Linked DNA regions of Mus musculus: region 2 is linked to region 1. Evidence: chromatin contacts called from public Hi-C data. All regions are on one chromosome and are shown on one strand. The core of a region is the stretch at or near the end of the contact, and the rest is flanking DNA. Distances in the headings are between cores, read along the strand shown. Region 1 overlaps Gm35922 (a long non-coding RNA gene). Region 2 overlaps Slc1a1 (solute carrier family 1 (neuronal/epithelial high affinity glutamate transporter, system Xag), member 1).

What was found. Hi-C and Micro-C count contacts between places; a contact is called where the count stands out from the background.
Region 2: a contact with region 1 is called in a Hi-C map of rod photoreceptor, with 2.8 times the contacts expected there. A contact is called at or near these places in 14 of 39 promoter capture datasets (the 3T3-L1 cell line, 3T3-L1-derived adipocytes, the HPC-7 cell line and 8 more), 127 of 484 Hi-C or Micro-C datasets (3T3-L1-derived adipocytes, the AML12 cell line, the C2C12 cell line and 45 more) and 22 of 130 datasets of targeted methods (astrocytes, a beta-TC-6 cell line, bone marrow-derived dendritic cells and 10 more).

The regions. Positions count from the first base shown.
Region 1 is chr19:28,774,046-28,781,313 of GRCm38.p6, forward strand. It overlaps Gm35922 (a long non-coding RNA gene), which reads left to right. Exons shown (of 4, transcript XR_877801.1): 3 at 5,387-5,463. Among named protein-coding and RNA genes, the nearest start is that of Gm35922, 18 kb to the left of the region's middle.
Region 2 is chr19:28,872,781-28,880,048 of GRCm38.p6, forward strand. Slc1a1 (solute carrier family 1 (neuronal/epithelial high affinity glutamate transporter, system Xag), member 1) reads left to right here. Exons shown (of 12, transcript NM_009199.3): 2 at 6,233-6,373. Among named protein-coding and RNA genes, the nearest start is that of Gm52404, 30 kb to the left of the region's middle.

The DNA of each region.
Region 1 (7,268 bases), core at 1,741-4,240:
TTTGACAGGCAGAAAGAAAGAAAGAAAGAAAGAAAGAAAGAAAGAAAGAAAGAAAGAAAGAAAGAAAGAAAAAAAGAAAGAAAGAAAGAAAGAAAGAAAGAAAGAAAGAAAGAAAGAAAGAGAGGGGGAGGGAGGGAGGGAGGAAGGAAGGAAGGAAGAACAATGTGGTGCTGTTGTTTGGCTCTGTGATGTCACCCAAAGGCCCTTGTGTTGACGGCTTGGCCTCCACAGTAGTTCTGTTGAGAGGTGGTAGAAGCTTTAAGAGGTTGGGTAGAGTGAGAAATCTTCAGGCCACTGAAAGGATGCCTATGAAGGGCACTCTGGTCTATTCCTTGCCATATTCTTTGCTTTCCAGCCATTGGGCAAACTCCTTGGAGTTTGTTGTTCCCATGGTCATAGACAGCCTCTTCACGGGTCTAGAAACTACAGAGTCACTCAACCATGGGTCAAATTCTCAAAAACTATGAGCCAAAAATCGATCTTTTCTCTTTATTAGTCAAACCCTTCAGGCTTTTGTTATAGTGACAGAAAACTGACTCACACAAGTGATTGTTACTTGTAATATTTCCTGTGGCTACCGAAGTTGTTCAGTCTCTTCCTGGCTTGAACGTTACCTGTGGAAGACTGGCATTCTCTTTGAATCTCCAGTGCATAGCACAATGCTTGGTAGATAATAAGTGCTCACCAAATGTGTAAATGGATGGATAGATGGGTGAATGGATAGATGGATGGTTGAGTTAATGGATGGGACTGAATTAATAGGAATAGGTTGGGTGGATAGATTGGATGGATGGACTGATTGGATGGTTAGATGGATTGTATGTATGTGTGTATGAATGCATGTATGTGTGTGTCATGAATGGATTGGACTGGAAAGATGAAATAATGTATGATACATGTTGATGGATATGTGCATTCATGCATTGGCTGCATGGGTTGAATTGATGGGTTGAACCAAATGAAAATGGGTAGATGAGTGGGATTGAATGGATAGATATATATTGATTGGGTTGGATGTTTGGATGAGTTGGATGGATGGGTGTGAGTTCAGCACCATTCTCTGCCCATCATGTCGGAACCAGTAAATGCTCAACTAGGACTGGAGCATATTACAGCATTAATACCCCTCAGGACCGTGCATGAGCCTCCAAATGGCACATGTTCATTTGCCTTCTAGGAGATACATCTTGCCTTATTTTACTTGGTAGGACAGTTACCTCCCTCTTTCCCTCAGTTCCAGGACCACATTCTGTCTGTTTTGTATTGTTAGGGTCAGGCATCCACAGCTACATCCCCAAATCTCCAAATGCTTGTAGGATTTGGCTTTCTGCTAAATGCTAGCAGAAGGAAGAGACATTGTTTATTCCTCAGACTCTTTTGTAGCTGCTGGTATTTGTGGAAGCAGATATGGCCTTTCAGTGATCCAGCCTTCTGCACTAACTGTGGATCCTCATTGTTGCCAACACTGGCGAGGGTGACTGTGCTCAGCATTCCTAGTATTGGCTGGCCTAGGAACTGAATCGTATATTTTAATGATGGGTTTTCTTCCCTTTTAGTCTCTTGGTCCTTGAGGCTGACCACTACATCATACAGATACTGATCTCTGAATGCCACACAGTGTCACATTGCCATCTCCTCCTCTTGCTTCTCTAGTTCTCTTATTTGCTTTTCCTTCCAGGCCTCCTAAGTCCAAGATCTACGTTAAGTCCATAATTCTGAGCATGGTAGAGTCATTTCTGTTCTTCTGACAAAACCCTAACTGATAGATTTGGTAAAGGTGAGAGAAATATAATTATACAAGGTATCAAAAAACTCGGGTTTGAGAGCATTTCATTTGTTCTAGAAGTTAAATGGTTCTAAAATAGAGATTAAATGGGATAATTGTATCACTGTTAAGTAGTATATTACTAGTTTGGATCATAACTGCCCTCCAAAAAGCCCATGTGTTCAAGCCTCAATGGCCGCATCCATGGAAGCTGTAGACGTTTAGTATGTGAGGGGTAGTGGAAGGAGGAGAGTTCCCTGGGGCACATGCTCTTCAAGGATGCTATTTTTCCACTCTTTGCTTTCTGGACACCATGAGGTGACAAGTCTTTTGCACTGTATTATGATCCTGCTGTACTATGCCAAACTGCCACAAGCCCAGAGCGACATGGCTAAGTGCCCATGGACCTCTGAAATTGCATGTCAAAAATGTGTGCTTTCTCCTTGTGAACTGCTTATCTTAGGAATTTCTTCCAGTAGTGGAAATCTGAAGGTTGTACACAGTGGTGATTAGAATATTCCAGACAACCCAGAATAGTCCCTCATTTTTCTTGTCTTAGTATTATTGTTGTTTTCTTAATCTTTTGTGTGTTTCGAGACAGGGCTTTACTATATAGTCAAGGCTGGCTCCAAACTCACTAGAAAGCTAAAATTCCAAGTCCCAGGATTACAGGGCTGAGTGACCACACTCACTGCCCTGAGTTCTTTGATTTAGTATTGGGATGAGACAGCCAAAGAGTCCATGGGAGAGACTTGCAAGAAAAGTGAAACTTTGACCACATCTTCTTGTTGCTGTTTTAATTTTGCTTTTCACACAAACCTACAAGGATCTCTTTCTCATAGATTATTCTATGAGTTCCAAATGACCTATAATTCTATTGTTCCATGGTTTCCTTAGTATTTTATCAGGTTTATTATCCATCAAAGCCTTGCCTGGGTTGATCTGAGTGTTCGTTGGGATGCCCAGAGAAGTCGAGGTATCAGGACTCCATACCTCCTAATCTCCAGAGTCAAACTGCTGAAGTAAGGGAGTTAGCATTAATGCATTTTTTTTCTGTTGCATAGATGATTAAACCTCTCAAGATCAAGGCCCTTGTACCTCTGATGTAATTGCAATTGCATCTAACATGGCTTAAGCAGAAAAGCCAAGTCTATTCCTTTCCCAGTGTTCCGTGTGAGGGAAGATGCTCATGATGACCAGGTGGTGTCACTACCACCTAATTAATATATCCAGCTCCTTGGAAATCGTGTCCCACAACTGCGCTGGACTTCTCTTGAACTCTGATTCTATGCTTACACTTCCTGTTTGCCTCCCTTTCTCAAGTGCACAAACTTTGCCAAGAAAACCAGGGACTCTACACAGCTTGGGTTCTCTGAGAGCAAGCAGTGGTGTGTGTTCTGGTGGCCAGGCCTCACTGGAGAAACAAGACTAAAAGAGAGCAGAGGTCATCGCACTAGCTTCCTGGTGTTTGTATCCTAGTGACCAGGGAAGGATCCACTTAATGGACGAGTGAGAGAAGCTGGGTTCGACCTCTTTGTCTTCTTAAATCACCCTTTACAATCTTGCCAGTTTTCAGTAACATTTGAGTTGAATAAAGCTGAATTTTCTTTTTTATGTCTACCACTGCTATACCATTGTTATCCCTGGATAAGCAAATATCTAAGTTTACTATGAAGTTCTTATTTTTATTTGTTGGCTTAAATCTTTTTGTGTAATATATTTTTATCATATCCTTTCCCCTTCCCCTAACTCCTCCAAGATCCTCCATAGCCACCCAACTTCATGTTCTTTCTTTAAAAAGAAATCAGAACAAACAAAAACAAAATAAACAAAAGCAACACACACACACACACACACACACACACACACACACATAGAGTCCATTTTGTGTTGACCATCAGCTCCTCAGAATGTCATGGAGTGTAGCTGATATATCTATCATTGCTCCATTAGAAGAAACTGATTTTCCTGTTCCCAGTGGGTATTACAAACAGCTTCTTGGTTAGAGGTGGGACTTAGTGTCCACTTCCCCTTCTCCGTGTCAGGATTTTGTCTGTCTTGAATGTGTGCCAGGCTTAACGCATGCTGCCACAGTCTGTGTGAGTTCATGTGTGCATCAGCCCTCCTGTTGTGTCTGGAAGGCATCCACCATCTCTGGCTCTTGGATCCCTGAGCCTTGAAGGGAAGAGTTTGAGAAAGACATTCTATTTAGGGCTGGGTTGGCCAAAGTTTGTGGCCATTGTTCATGTATGGGTCTCAGAGTTAGTTCCTCTCTGCTACAGAGGAAGCTTTTCTGACTAGGGCTGAGAGATATGCTGACATATGGGTATAGCAATACATTATTAGGAGCCCTTTTCATGTTTGCTTTCCGTTTTCTGTTTGTTTGGTTTTTTGCTACGCTTCTTTATAAAAATAACAGTAATAGCTGTCTTCCTAGATCCCAAGACCTCTCTAGTCTCAGGTCATGAACGATTATGACTCATCTGGGTAACAAAGAACCTGTGCATCTGGCAGAAGTTATTGGATTATTACTTCTAGTTATTCACAGGCTTAGGATGCTATGTCCTCCGATAGAATTGTTCCTGTACAAGCTCAGACCTGGAAATAATATTTTACCCTTTGTGAATTCCAATCCTCTGGTTGCACTAAAAATCCACAGAAACGGTTGGAAGGAAATAGAATCTAGATTTACGAGCTTGAAAGAGACCTTTAAAGGCCCCTGTAGCTCTTCTCTGGTAACAGCCGACTTAATCTCCGTCTGAGCCCCTGTGTCCAGCAAGGCTGGTTTCCTGGATAATCCCCCCTTCTTTGTGTTAACTGCAGGATCATTCTGTGTCTAGAGTATAAACTGCAACAAATTGAGGTATTGGCTAGCAAACAAATCTCCAGTAATAGAAGTAGACTCCCTCCTTGCTCAAAACAAAGGTCTTTCTTTTTCTGTTGTCCCAGGGAGAACCTGGGTCCCCCCATCACACCTAGGTTATGCCTCCCCTGCATTTACATCCCTGAAAATCCATCTACCTCAGTAGGCCCTCCTTACGTTCGCAGGATGGCTGGAGGAGTTCTGGTCTGCTAATCATCGTTGCACTTACAGGGCATTAAGCTCGTTCCTTCTATTCCCCACATGGTGCTAAGGAAGATATGACCACTGGAGGAGGCTGGGCTTTCATGAGCTCCATCAGGGCAGTGGTTCTCAACCTTCCTAAAGCTGCGACCCATTAAATCGCTTCCTCATGCTGTCGTGATCCCCAATCATAAAATTATTTTTGCTGCTACTTCATTACAGTAATTTTGCTACTGTATGAAATGTAATGGTAGGTCACCCCTGAGAAAAGGTTGTTTGTGACCTACAGGTTGAGAACTGCTGCATCAGGGAAGATTATTAAAACAATAGCCATGACTGCTGGAGAAGGCTGTGGTAGTTTGACTAAGACTGGCTTCCACAGAATCATGGTTTTATACCTGGTCCCCAATGGGTAGAAACGTTTGGGAAGGACTAGGAGGTGTGGCCTTATTGGAGAGGCTGTGGGCTTTAAAGTCTCAAAAGACTTGTGTCATTCTCCATTTTTCTCTCTCCCCTTCCCCCTCTCCCTTCCCTTCTCCCTCTCCCTTGTCCTCTAGCTCACGGTTGTGGATCAAGATGTAAGATGTCAGCTGCATCTTTACTCTGACTTCATGGACTCAAAACCTCTGAAACTGTAAGTCAAAGTCAATTCTATTTCTTTTTTTTTTTTTTTTTTTTTTTTTTTTTCTCACCAAGATGAGCAAGCAAGGAGTCTCTGGTTGATTGAAGTTCCGATGCTTTCTCCACATGGCATTTTTTTTTTAATAAGTTGTCTTGGTCGTGGTGTTTGGTTGCAGCAATAGAAAAGTAACCAAGTTGAATCCTGGCTAGTAAGATGGGCCTGGAAAATACTCTGACTTCCAGAAATCTTCGCTAACAGGGCAGAAGAAGAGTAAGAGCAAATTTTACTGGAAGAATTTCATGATAGCGGCTGGGTGCGGTTCCTGTCTCCTTGGCTACCATATATATATACATATACATATATGTGTGTGTGTGTGTGTGTGTACAGATACACATATAAACATTAGTAAAAATTAAAAAATAAATCTTAAAGTTTTAGTTTATTTTTTATTGGATATTTTATTTACATTTCAAATGTTATCCCCTTTCCAGGTTTCCATCTTCCACCCCCCCAAAACCCTTTCCTCTATCCTCTTACGCCCTGCTTCTATGATGGTGTTCTCCCTCCTCCCACTCATTCCCACCTCTCCACCCCAGCATTCCTCTCTACACTGGGGCAACAAGCCTTCATAGGACCAAGGGCCTCTCCTCCCACTGATGTCCAACAAGGCCATCCTCTGCTACATATGCAGCTGGAGCTATGGGTCCCTCCATGTGTACTCTTTGCAATAACGAACAGCCCAAAGTGTCTCCAAAGCTACCATTAGATAGCTTTGAAGTTATGAGTTGGTACTAAGCCAGAAGAACTGTCATAAACTATACATTTGGGAAAAAAAAAAAAACTAAGCTTCTGAAGTCCTCAAGGAGGTAGAAGATGAATTAAAGAGGAACCGTCACTTATACTTAACAGATTTGTGTGTATGAAATTAAAGTAAGAACACTTAAATTGGCTAAGGTGTAAAAGCCTTAGTCAGCCTAAACTTTCACAAGAGGATCTAGCAGCTATGAAGTGTCACTCTGGCTACTTGTCTATATGCTTTAGCTCATCAAATCTGAGTGTGTGTGTGTGTGTGTGTGTGTGTGTGTCCCACAACAAAGGTATTCTTTATTCTCCTCCATTTCCCATATGATATCATTTAGGTTTGGAAAAACTCATTTGTCCACATTAGAACATCTGATAAGGAATGAAGTTGAAATTCAATGCCAGGGATGATCTCAAAGTCCAGGCTCCGGAAAGCCATGCTCTGGCCTGCCTCCATCCAGGGTGCCATTCAGTGTCTCTTCCCATACAAAGAAGCACTAGTTTCTGGTTTTCCCTCAAGCAGAGAAGGGTGGCGTGTAAGAAAGAGAACTTGTCTTAGTTTCTTAGTTTGAGATTCCACACTGAGCAAAGGACCACCTAAGACCTCCAAGGCTGCTGAGACACAAAAGTCTCTGCTGTTGTTAAATATAGTGCACTAAGAGTTTGCATTTCCAATGGTTTTTAGATCTTGAAACAAACTAAAAATTTAGGGTTCAAGGGAAGAATCTAGATTAAAGAATAAAGCCAGGCATCGTGGAATAGACCTATAATCCCCAAACTCACAGGGCAGAAACAGGAGGATAATAAACTAGAAGCCAGCCTGGGTTACATATTTTCCTGTTTCAAATTACATTTTAAATAAATAAAATAATAAATGCACGCCAGAGAAGTATGCTTCTTGTAGTGTGCAGGTAGTGTATAGTTTTGTATCCAGAACAATCGCATCACGTGACGATAGAGACACATGTGGGGCAGATGCCTGCACTGGAAGATGGACATCTAAACTACACAGAGTA
Region 2 (7,268 bases), core at 3,066-5,565, 100 kb after region 1:
AGCACAAATGGTTCTGTACTGCCTCTTCCAGAAATGGCATCTATGTCTTTGTTTCAAAAGGTTATTAAAACTACCTTGCCACCATGTCTTTGTTTCAAAAGGCTATTATGACCACCTTGCAATCCTGTCTTTGTTTCCAAATGTTGTTATGGCTGCCTGTTATGTCCACCTCACTATGACCACCTTGCAATCCTGTCTTTGCTTCAGAATGTCTTTATGACTAACTTGCTGTGCTCATGTTCTGCTCCTGTAACCCCACCTATTTTGTCAGCCAAATCCCCCATTAGGAAATCCTCTACCCCTGAGCTATAAAACCCTTGTCTTCCTCACATCCAATTCTGATCTCTTGAGCCCTGCTTTTAGGGAGAGACAACCCATGCACATGAAGTTTTTAAAACTTGCTTTAATTAATTGCTTGCTTTAATAAATTTGGCCATAATGATTTGGTCGGTGGTCTTTCTCCTTGCATCTTTGGGACTAATACCATCTCTTCACATCACTGAAGTGTTAATCCATCTATTTCTTTCCAGGAATTCTTATTCTCAGCATTTTTATTTGGGCCGGTAGAAGGAAATTTGGGGAGGGGAGAAAAAGGGAAAGTGAGCATTGCAAAGAAGAGGGTCGGTCCATTTCCCTTGCTTTTTAATTGCATAGGATGAAAAATAGTAATATTTGTTCTGGCAGGCAATGGGATATTGTAAATAATCAGAAGTCTGGATAACTGAATTATCAAAACTCTTGTGTAAGTTGACTTTCTCATAATGTCAAAATGCCTGACGAAAGAACTCAAGGGAGAAAGGGTTTGCTTTAACTCACGGTTTGAAGATACAGTCCCCAGTGGAGCAGAGGTCTTGGTGGTTGAAGGGCTTGCAGCCCAAGTAGAGGTGTGAGGCGTTTGGTCTCATTGTATTCATAGTGAGGAAGCAGAGAGAGGGGAAATGTGGAGCTCAGCTTACTTCCCTCCTCCTTCTCCTGCCCCATTTGTTCAATATGGGACCTCAGACCAAAAGATAATGTCCTCTCTACCCGGCATCCTAGTGTACCTTTCTGGAGAAACCGTCACAGACAAACTGAAAGGCATGTCTTGTATATAATTTTAAATTTAGTCAAGATGACAGTGAAGACTTATTGTCACTGATTTAGTCGGTGGTCTGCATGGACCACTAAGTTTCAAAGCAATGAAAGCAAAGCTTAAGCCGCTTGCTATGGCAGGGACACAGAATCAACTGTGACTTGTGGTTCAGAATCGTCTTCCTTGTCAGGAAGACATTGAGATACTATTTAACCCTCAGTGGTGTCAGAAGGAGACCACTTCTTAGTCTACAAGTTTACAGAGTTCAAGTCTCTGCTGCAGAGAAACCTATTAGATCCTTAACAAAATCATCCTTCTTCTGGAATCAGACTGAGTTAGCTGGGTGCTAGACAGTGCAGAGAATTGACTCAGATGGCTGACTTCTGGCCTTCATATGCACGTGCATACACATGTGCACCCTCACACACATGTGCACCTGCCCACATGCACACCTACATAGACACATGCACCCTACACACAAATATCCATACACACCTGATCATAGCCCGAAAATATCCTTTAATGATAGAGCCATAAAAAAAATGACAGGAGATGACATGTCAGAAAGAATTTAATTGAGGTGTTCGATGTAGTGACAGACAAGAGTGTGTGGGTAGCCACAGTGGTGGATAGGAAAGGGAGAACAATCTTGCCTTTTGTATATTTGAGTTGGGAAATTTGTGTGTGAATTTTTGGACTTGCGTTGTTTCCAGTGTGCCTTTATTAATATTGATGGCACAATAGTTTTGTTCTTAAGGACTTGAAAACAAAATAAAAGCTTTATAAACCCATACATCTGGTTTCTAAGCCGGAATTCCTGTGAGGAGCTTGCAATCATGTGACCACTCAGATCTTGAGGAGCAAGAAAAGATAAGGAAAAGGCGCAGACACACTGTGATGTAAGGCAAGGCAGAAAACTGGCCTTGTGTGCTTTGTGTTATTGCATAGATTGTGTGTTCGTTAGCTTGCAATAATGAAAGCTCCTTCTATGCTTGTCACTAATGTTCCTCTCAGAAGAGCCCTGGGAGGACGAACATACACATTATATCAATGCTCAGTGTGATGACATGGCTCAGTAAGTATTCTGGGGGTAATCATTTTCCTTTGTCAGTAATGTTTATTTCTAGCTCAAATTAGTTTATGTACTAGTGAACTATTATTAAAAAGGTAGTGAACTATTATAGGTATGTGCATGCCTGTGTTTAGGGTCTCTTACCGACAAATCCCTCCAATGGAATGCTGTTTTGTTTCTAAGTCCGAGCCCAGTGCAATGCAGCTTCTATTCAGCTTCTATCCCAGGTTAGTTTTGTAACTGTGGAAAGTAGAAGCCCCTGTCATTGGAAGAGGAAGAACAATAGGCTGAGCTGTTGCTGCTGCAAACCCTTACCACCACCACCACCCCTCTTATTTTCTGATCTATCATTAGTCCAGATAATGGACCATGAAGCCTATCTTCTCCTTCAAACTTGAGTCTTCACATTTAAGAATCCTTAGCTGAGGTCTTTCTCCCTGTGTTTATTCTTTGTGGGCTCTGTGTGTGTGTGTGTGTGTGTGTGTGTGTGTGTGTGTGTGTGTGTTAGCATAAGAGCTGGAGACAGCATGGGAAGGTTTCTTAGAGCTGGAATTCTATGATCTTACTTTAAAGCAAGGAAATCAGGCTCAGGTGAGACCCCGTCCTCCTGGGTAGTAGAAGGGCTCTTTGCAGTCAGCTAATCTAACTGTTGCTCCAGTCTAAGGAAGCCACTAAATTCAAGAAGTTAAAGTTCACAGGTGGTGGAGCTAGAATTTGAGCTTGTTCAACTTCTATCAGTTTTCTTTCCAATCTACCTCTGGAGCCGCTTAGGGGTTGCCTTGCAGTTGTTTGGGAAGGATTGTTTTTATATACCAAGATTCCTTTTCCATTAAAAGCCCAAAATTTACCCAAAGCAACTTGATTGATGGTTTCTACAAAACAAGTGAACACAGGCAATTCATACAAAGCCAGAAATGAGGATGCCATGCCTTTTAAATTTATTTAAAATATTTTTAATAATTGATATCTTAACTATTCATGAACATATGAATTACATTGGACTGAGAATACAGTTCTCTTCTGTTTTATGTAGCATTAAATGATTTAAGACCTCCCAAATATTCAGGTTGAAGTGCATGTTCCTTGCTACCTGCCTCGATGTTTTGAGTTCTTAAATGGAAGACACACACACACACACACACACACACACACACACACAGAGCCTTGTATTTAATATGTCCTAATCAGCTTAATGACTGGGCCACTCCCAAACCTCTACATTGTTAACACCTCCTCTCCAATACTCCTGAGTAACTACTTACTAAAATCTCTATTTTATCTTTGTTACCCAGACCCAATGGGGCCTTGGGGTTACTCTTCCGTAGCTCTTACATGATTGGCATTCTGTCTTCGGTAGCCTCTCAAGCCTGGGTCTTTTCCTTTTTCGGCTTGTTCCTTCCTCGGTCCCCTTGTCTGTGAACCCTAAGTCTGGCCTCTGTCTCCCTGCCCAGCCATTAGCTGCCAGCAACTTTAGCTAGAATTTGGAAAATATGTGCATACTAATATGTACCAAGGCAGCGTATGCAGAAGAATAGAGTTTAGCTAAGGTTATAAATCTTCAAAACACATCTTATGGGATTCATCCATGTGGGTGAAGACTGGACGATTGCATCTGAATGCAGCTTGTTCCTTAGAATTCCCTTTTCATTGCCCTATGGTGACTAACGGGGCCATTTGAGTTCCTGAATTTACACATTCAGTGATATCCTCCTTGAATCTCCTGTGATTTAGTCTTTTTCCCCTCCAACTGACATGTCACTCGTCAAGCTGACACAGGATGAAAGAAATGAGAGTCACCCCGCTCATTTGTCACTTGATTTTAAACTAGGTACGTGTGTGTTGAGGGAAGAGAAAGAAGAGCAGTTAGATGTTATTTGAAGTATTTGGGACAAGATAATATGAAAATCTTAATATTTTATGAGTCTTAGCAATCAACGTCGTTGTTAAATTAGACCTCCATAGAGTGGATGATTTTCACATAGACAGCTTTAGGCAAGATTTCAAAGAATCTATGACATTGCTTGTTTCTTTTCTTCATTTCAGTTATTTATAACTAACCTATGATTTATTTCTGGAGTTTTCCAAGCAATATTTTGAGACTGAGATTCATGTAGGTCACGGAAACTTTAGCACACAAGGGAGGGGATCCAGGGCTGCTGGACACACATAAAATCCTTGGATTAATGAGATTAATGAGAGGCCCTCCTAGCCAGATGATGCATTTAGTTGCCAGGGGAACCAACCAATCTTGTAATTCAAGGCATTCATTCCTAGGGAGGGGAACGGGTTGATCAACCAATAGTCAATAACGTAGTCAATCATGTCTGTATAATGAAGCTTAAAAACAAAAGACTTAGGTTCCAACACTTCCAGAGAAGTGAACGAATTGTGTTTTGGGAAAGTAGTATGCCACAGGGCAAGGAAGTTCTGTACCCTTCTCCCATTCATGGGACTGTGTATCAAGTCCCTGGCCATTCATCCCGGTGCTCTGGAATACCCTTAATGTTTGCTTCAGTTTTGCAATCTGTTTTAGTGAACTAATTGAACCCAAAGAGAGGCGCATAGGAACCCTGACTTAGAGAAGTTCGGCTGGAAACTCAGGCCACTACCTGGGCTTATGTTTGGCACCCAACGTAGAGCAATTTCATGAGATGCTGTCTACATTTAACCTGGGGGAATCTGATTTCTTAATAATGCCCATGTCCTTGTGTTTACATAGTTACACAGCTCAGAATATAAGGAAATCGGGGTCAGAAGCTTCATAAATGAACTCTTAAGGCTAGGGAGATGGCCCAGAAGTTAAGTGCATTTATTGCTTTTCCAGAGGACCCGAGTAGATCTGCTGCTCTCTTCTGGCCTCTACAGATACTTCACTGTGTGTGCAACCCTCCCGTCAGCCACCCGCCCTGTCCCCCTCCCCATGCACAGAGCAGATACGCACACATAATTAAAAATAAAAATATAATTCTTTTAAAATATACTCTTGAGTTGATAGATTTAAGCGTGTCGTTTCTTAGAAATAACTAGAATAATCAAAAGCATTAGCCAACGTCAGTGCTCCAAAACATGGCACCTGTCAGAGTAAAAGTGAATTTGTTAGATGTGAGGATACACATCTATAGTCTCAGCAGCAAGGCGGGAAGATGGCAGGGTTGAAGCTAGCTGGGATATACAGATAGACCTTGTCTAAAAACAAAGTAAAAGCTATTTCTTCCCATTAAAATTATAAAAACTGCACAAATAGAGATGACCTTATTAAAATTTATCTTTTAAAAGAGTTGTTTATTTACTTTAGTGTGTGTGTGTGTGTGTGTGTGTGTGCGCGCGCGCGCGCACCCGCGCGTGAATGCAGTGTCTGAAGAAATGAGATGAAGTTATATCCCTCAAAATTGGAGTTACAGGTAGTTGAGAGGCACTCCTCATGGGTGCTGAGAAGAGAACCTGGGTCCTCTGCAAGAGCAGCAAATGTTCTTAACCACTGAACTAGCCCCCAAAATTTATTTTATAAAAAGCATGTTTGAGAAAAATGCAAATATAACATGAACTATAAAATACATTTAGAGTCTCTCCTGTGGGTAAAGTATAAGATGACTTGTGAAAAGTGTTACAGGAGCATACAAAAGATAATGAGTGTGGGGACTGCGGATGTGGCTGTTAGTGCACTTACTGAGCATGCGCGACACCTGCACTCACTGAGTATGCGCAACCCCTGGATTTACTGTTCAGCAGTATAGAAGGAAAGGGGGGTGGGGGTGGGGGGAAACAGAGGCAAGAAGGGCAAGAGGTTTGATAATGATGAATCTTTTCTTTTCCATGGTAGTCTTTGATGATGTGTTGTTATACTAGAGCGAACTGAGGAAGAAATGAAAACAAAATCCTCCATGTGAAGAATATTATTTCTTATACTTTTTAATGTATGCTTCCTATTCATTACCTTTTGGATTCTGTACGTCTAAACGTCTAGGTTTGAGAGGGATGGTCTAAGCAGCTTTTCCTTGCCTTTGAAATTTGCATCCTGCAGTACTTGTGCATTAAATTATGTGCTAGAGAACTGAAAACGTTTCCCCTTTCTTCCCCGTTTTTCTTAGGAATTGTCTTAGGAGTCGTGGTTCGAGGACACAGTGAGCTCTCAAATCTGGATAAATTCTACTTTGCTTTTCCTGGGGAAATTCTGATGAGGATGCTGAAGCTGGTCATTTTGCCGCTGATCGTATCCAGCATGATCACAGGTACCTGGTGTTCTCTGATTATTTCAGGAGTGCGTGAGGACCAGGGTTGCTCTTTACTAATTATGGGAAAAAAATCAAAATGCATTGAATGCATCATATAAGCATGCGTGCACACACACATGCACAGAGCCCTCATTTGCAATGCACATTTCCTTGACTTGAAATGTGATGGGATTCTCAAAGTGTCATTGCTGCAGTGTGTCGCTATCCCTCTGGCACTGTTGACCACAGCCCAAACCTACATTTGTCCGACATGTGATGCCTTGTGTGCAAGATGCTGTTTTTAAATGTATTATGAATAAAACTCTATCTAGGGCACAGAAGGGGAAAAATGCATATTTGGCCATGGAAATGTCAGCTTGTGTCCTCCGGGAAAATTCGGTTGTCAATTTTGATTACCTTTTCAGTAGCTGGCTCCTTTGGTTCCCAGCTCCTGCCCTCCTGCCCACTAGCCTCTGTGCAGCTACCCTGAGGGTGCCTCTCCTCCTGGCTCCTCACCCACTTCCACTCCTCCACAGAACTCAGCATTAGCTACAGACATGCCCTGCAAACCTGCCATGGTATCAGCTGCCAAGAGCTAAGGGCAAGGTTTCACTGGGGTTTGCAACCTACTCTAGAAGACCAGTACTTTAAACTCTGCACTTACAGTACAGTTAGATTTGGATTTTTTTTTTTTTTTTGCCTTCAAACATTATATTGCAGAGTTCCTTCAAACAGCAACAAACATTCTTATGTGGATATTAAACTTGTTGTTGTTGTTGTTTAATGCCAAGTATGTGGAGTTGGTATACAGCTGTGTGCGTTCTGGGCTTTTTTACACGGATTTAATTCTGGCACTTGGTAAAATGTGGCATGATGATGTTTCTCACTAGTGTTATGGGCTTGAAAGGGGAAG